2 separate regions of the Zea mays genome follow, and region 2 is linked to region 1. The links are chromatin contacts, called in public Hi-C maps. All regions are on one chromosome and are shown on one strand. Each heading gives the region's core, a stretch centred on a gene start, on an enhancer-like site or on the middle of the called end of the contact. The rest is flanking DNA. Distances are from core to core; before and after follow the strand shown.

What was found. A called contact is a pair of places that touch in the nucleus more often than the background predicts.
Region 2: a contact with region 1 is called in a Hi-C map of ear, with 2.6 times the contacts expected there. The contact joins the promoter of LOC100281935 here to the promoter of LOC103633591 in region 1. A contact is called at or near these places in 3 of 25 Hi-C or Micro-C datasets (ear, leaf and tassel).

What each region holds. Positions count from the first base shown.
Region 1 is chr7:183,339,915-183,342,631 of Zm-B73-REFERENCE-NAM-5.0, reverse strand. LOC103633591 (glycine-rich cell wall structural protein) reads left to right here and starts at 1,335. Exons shown (of 1, transcript XM_008655286.4): 1 at 1,335-2,717. The coding sequence starts at 1,478.
Region 2 is chr7:183,501,378-183,504,159 of Zm-B73-REFERENCE-NAM-5.0, reverse strand. LOC100281935 (negatively light-regulated protein) reads right to left here and starts at 1,279. Exons shown (of 7, transcript NM_001154854.2): 1 at 1,222-1,279; 2 at 949-1,045; 3 at 1-18. The coding sequence starts at 1,005. It overlaps LOC732810 (LON2 protein), which reads right to left. Exons shown (of 20, transcript NM_001112425.2): 20 at 2,621-2,782.

The sequences.
Region 1 (2,717 bases), core at 86-2,585:
GCTAGACCCTTGAGTCGATATATCCTCTTTAACCATCCACATGTTAGTTCTCACTTGTGTTTAGGTTTAGCACGACCATCGATCGACGTCACACTCTCTCTTAACTCTCTCTTTTTGTACAGTATAATATTAAATATGTATATTATAAAAAATATATTCTATAACATATCCACTGATACTTATTTGATACCATAAAAATTGATGATTTTTTTTCAAAAAAAATTGATCAGAGTCTAAAAAAGTAACTTAGAAATTTTTTAGAAGTATATTTATTTATGGACAGAGTGAGGATGGTGCACGGAGGGCAATACATGAATAATGCATATACGTACGTGCCAAGCTGCCAATTGAAACTTTTGCTTGAGCATCTCTGAGACATAACAAGTGAAAAACGATTGGAGGGCCAAAAAACAGGACTCAGCGCAGCCTTTCCAATATACTCCGTATATAATTTTTCGTCAATCGAGATATCACTCTAGCTTGAACCCCCTTGCAATTAAAAACTAGAAAGAAAAAGTAATACTCCCTCTGTTTCTTTTTAGTTGTCGCTGGATAGTTCAATTTTGCATTATCCAGCAACAAATAAAACGAAACGGAGGGAGTATTTTTTCTTCTCTCACCGACATCTCAGGCCCCACATCACATGTTGGCTCCTCTCTTTGCCGAAGATGTTGCTGAAGGTAAATTTGGTGTGGTAAATTTGGTGTGCTACGATCCATAGTCACAAGAAACGGGTAGTGACTCTTGATCCGGAAACGTCATCCCTGACTCTGACTCAGATACACGAGCTTATTTTCGTTATCACCATATAAAAACTCCAACATGTAAAAAAACTCTAACGGATAGCGTACCATGTTTCTCGATCCGGTTCCTCAACCCTCTATCGATTAACTTTACGACAATGCTACGGTCGAGGGCAAAGACGATCGACTAGTACGTAGTTCACTACTGTACTACACCCAATACAGGCAGATCGATCAAGTAGCTAGGCACCTGACCTACGTACCGCGGCGGGAGGCGGTTGAGCAAGCTTGAGCAGACGAGCAGCGAGAGCGCGTGCTCATAAATGCCATGCTTACTGGTGGCCGCCATCGTCGACCAGCGAGCACCGTCGTCGTCCAAGGTGATCCCAATGGCCCATGTGCGGCTGCTTCTCCCCTCCACTAGCTCCGATCACCTAGCTAGCCTCTCGCTGTACTACAGATCGGACAGGGGCCGCGCAGGCACAGGCGCAGCGTCCCAACCAATCGTATTTACTCCGATCCGCCCCGCCACTGCACAGCCGCCTTCTGCCCTCCTTCCATCGCGCTCGCTCGCTCGCTCTCCTATATAAACGCCCTGCAGTCCTGCAGCACCTACCAGTCCAGTCTCGCAGAGCAGATAGCATCAGTGCCTACTGCGGTACTGCATAGCTAGCTTAGCTTGGTCTTCGATCTCGACCAGAGCCAGAGAGTGTGGTGTGACCGTGTGAGCGACGATGGGGAAGCACGTCTGGGCGGCAGCGCTCATGGCGCTGGCCGTGATTGTCGGGCTCGGTGTGCCCCCCGGCCGCATCGCCGAGGCGCGCACCTTAGAGAAGGACGACCTGCTGGGCGGCGGCGGTGACTTTGGTGCTGGAGAGGGAGGAGGCTTCGGTGCGGGTCTTGGCCATGGCGGTGGCCTCGGGGCTGGATTCGGGGGAGGTAAAGGCGGCGGCCTTGGAGGAGGAGGCGGTTTTGGTGGAGGTGGTGGTGCTGGTGGAGGTCTTGGAGGTGGGTTTGGTGGAGGAGGAGGCCTTGGGGGAGGCGGCGGTGCTGGTGGTGGTTTTGGTGGCGGGGCTGGTCATGGTGGTGGCCTTGGAGGTGGCTTCGGAGGTGGAAAAGGTGGTGGTGCAGGTGGAGGTGGTGGTCTTGGAGGGGGTGTAGGCGGGGGCGGCGGCCTTGGTACAGGTGGAGGAGGTGGCTTTGGAGGTGGGAAAGGTGGTGGACTTGGCGGAGGTGGTGGCCTTGGCAGTGGAGGTGGTGCAGGCGTAGGCGGTGGTCTTGGAGGGGGTGCCGGTGGAGGCGGCGACCTTGGAGGTGGGAAAGGTGGTGGCCTTGGTGGAGGGGGTGGCCTCGGCGGTGGAGGTGGACTTGGCGGTGGTGCAGGTGGGGGCGGCGGCCTTGGTGCCGGTGGAGGAGGTGGCTTTGGAGGTGGGAAAGGTGGTGGTCTTGGTGGAGGTGGTGGCCTCGGTGGTGGAGGTGGTGCAGGCGAAGGCGGTGGTCTTGGAGTAGGTGCCGGTGGAGGAGGTGGACTAGGCGGTGGTGCCGGTGGCGGGTTTGGTGGTGGCGCAGGAGGAGGTGTTGGTGGAGGTGGTGGCCTTGGTGACGGTGCTGGCGGTGGTGCTGGAGCTGGCAGTGGTCTTGGAGGAGGTGCTGGTGGAGGAGGTGGACTAGGCGGTGGTGCCGGTGGCGGGTTTGGTGGTGGCGCAGGAGGAGGTGTTGGTGGAGGTGCGGGAGGCGGTGCTGGCGGTGGTGCTGGAGCTGGCGGTGGTCTCGGTGGTGGTGCAGGCAGTGGTGTCGGTGGTGGGTTTGGAGGAGGCAAAGGCGGAGGCTTTGGTGGTGGGATTGGCGGGGGCGGGGGCGCAGGTGGTGGTGCCGGTGGTGGGTTCGGAGGAGGCAAAGGTGGCGGTTTTGGTGGTGGCAAGGGAGGTGGTTTTGGCGGAGGCGCCGGTGGTGGGTTCGGAGGAGGCAAAGGTG
Region 2 (2,782 bases), core at 30-2,529, 160 kb before region 1:
CTTGTTCTCAACGAAAGCCTGCATGCAGCTCAAAGTACATTATCATCACTATCAAGCGTTATGTGCAGTGCAGTAAAGTACATTCATATGGAATCCTTAATGTATTACACCTTGTTTCTACTTTCTTGACGCGAGGCTGCCTTATCATGGAGGCAACAAGACACAGTGCATGACCCAACAACGCAACTAACACAAACAGGCAGGGTGGGTGCATGTTTCGTGGCTACTCTACTCTACTCTATTTCGCCAAGAAGAAACAGAAACTAGCTCCTAGGGCATGTGAAACGTGCTGCTGATGAACCGGCGGCGGCCATCCCTTAACGAAGCTGTCGCTGACAGGGACAGGGATGAAGACGAATGATTGAGGGCTGGGAAATGCTGTTCACTGCTTCTGCAAGGTCCATGCAGATGGACCCCAAGAGACGTGAGATTCCAAGCTTGTGTCTAGAGTTTGTTCACGTCATTTTCGTCTTTTGGTTCATTCCAGCGATTACTTTCCCAGCAGCAGCAACAACAAAAGGTTCAGCGATTATTCAGCAGGGCACACTCTCCTGGTGGAAGTTGGAACAGAACAGCCAGACTGTTTTTTTTTCTTTTTTACTTTGAATTACTTAATCAGATAGCACGGTTATCACTGCCTGAGATGTTCAGATACCAGCCTTAGATGATCCACATTGCATCCTGCTCCAGCACGCAAAGCAGCAGCAGCAGCAGCAGCGAGAAAAAATTCAGGCAGGCCGAGAAAGTCATGAAGCATATAGAAAACTGGAGACGCGTGGTGGATCAGAAGAACGGATCAGCCGTAAATAAAAGGGTACGACTGATCGCAACAAAGAACAAACGACTATCTCGATCGATCCATTTCAGCAAGCAAGTGCAGTGCGTGATGAATTCAGAGGGGCACCATGGCTTGGCAGGGGAGTAAGTAGAGCAGAGCAGAGCAGGTACCTGCACCTCCTGTCCCATGGCCACCGACGCCGATGAGTTGCTGCTGCCGTCGGCCATCTCTTCTCGCCGCCGCCGCCGCCGTCCTCCTCGGCTCCTGCTGCTCCACAACAAGAGAGCAATTAACACGGCTCCCAGGAAGGAGAGAGAGAGAGAGAGAGAGAGAGAGAGAGAGAGAGAGAGAGAGAGAGAGGAAGTGTGCATGCAGATGAAAGAAAGGAAGTGGATTGGATTTAGGTAGGTGAGGGAGAAGCTTGGCACGGCACGCACACGTACTGTATGGATCCAAGGGAAGGGAAGGGAGACAAACAGATATGGTGATATATGTTGGCGTGTGCCATGGATATGGATTTTGGAGCTCATATATAGAGAGAGGATGGAGTGGAGCACGCGTCTTGTGATTCCGTTCCGTGTGAAACAGAGATCCAAATCCACATCCACCAATTGCCTACTGTTTGTGTTATTTTATTTACTATTTTGCTGCTTACTCAATGTATGCTATTTATTTATTTATTTATTTATTTATTTATTTCTACAGTGGATTCGCGTATTTATTGCACCACTCAATGCTTGGGGAAAAAAGGGAGGAGAAATGATAAGAGGGGTTGACGACACCTCGGAACACATACGTGTTAACACAAGCTCAACATGCGCCATTGTATTGTACGTACGTACGTTAAATAAATCTGTGATGAGTGATTGGAAGAATATAGGGTCTGTTTAGTTCGTGGCTAACTATGATATACTTTGTCTAAGATTTGTCGTTTGAATTGAAAAACTAATCTTAGATAAAAAAAATTAGTCAAAGTGTGACAATTTAGACAGCAAACTAAACAGGCCAGTTACCACCGTATAAACTAGAGTACATGCATTTGTTCCTGTGTGTGAACTGTACGTGCTGTCGTGGTCGTCTTTTCAATTCCTTGGCTGCCGATGCATGCATGCATGATGCTTGCTTTCGTCCCTTGGCCATTACATTGTTGCGGCATGCCTTTCACTCTTTCCTTGGCTGGAGATTGCTGCTTTGCCTTGCAGCTTTTCACCTTTTTTTTCTTCCCCTTCCTACTTCAAAACAACACTGGGCTTCTTTCATGTTAGGTAGCTAGGTCAAAACGACAACTTGTGGTCACCGCTCTTGCTGCTGGGTCAGGCCAAAACCCCTTTGGTGCACCTTGCTGACTGTATGTCTGTACGCTTTCTGAATCCTGATCCTTCCTTTTGTTACATACATACTGAAACCATACATGTTTTGCCTCCATACAATACAAGCACAGTGATTTTAAGTTACATACACTTTTTAAAGTTATTTTAGGATGAGTGATTATCATCTAGTATAACAAATAGCATATACATATATAATATTAAATTTTAGCTGCTAAGTGGTCACTTTTACTTCTCCTGGCACCCTAAGTTCAATCCCGAACAGCACCACACTCACGTAAATGTACAGAACGAGTTTAAACGCCCAACTGTTTTTACCACCCTCTTCTAAATTACAGATCGCCATTTTTACTAGATACATAATAAACGTTATATGTCTAAAACCATCCATAAATTGGATACATAACAATAAAAATTTATGTATAAAAAAAAACTCAAAACATCCAATAAATTGAAACAGAGGAAGGACTACAAAATCAAAATCGGCCACAAATTAGATGCATAATGATAGAAGTTTGTGTATCCAAAAAAAATCAAAACATCCTATAAATTGATGACGCACAGTACAGTATCCAAAGGTAACTAACACTCACTGAAACAAATTTAATGAATAACAACTGGGGCATACCTGCTGCTTTTAGAGAACACTCTTAAATCAATAAATATAAATAACAGA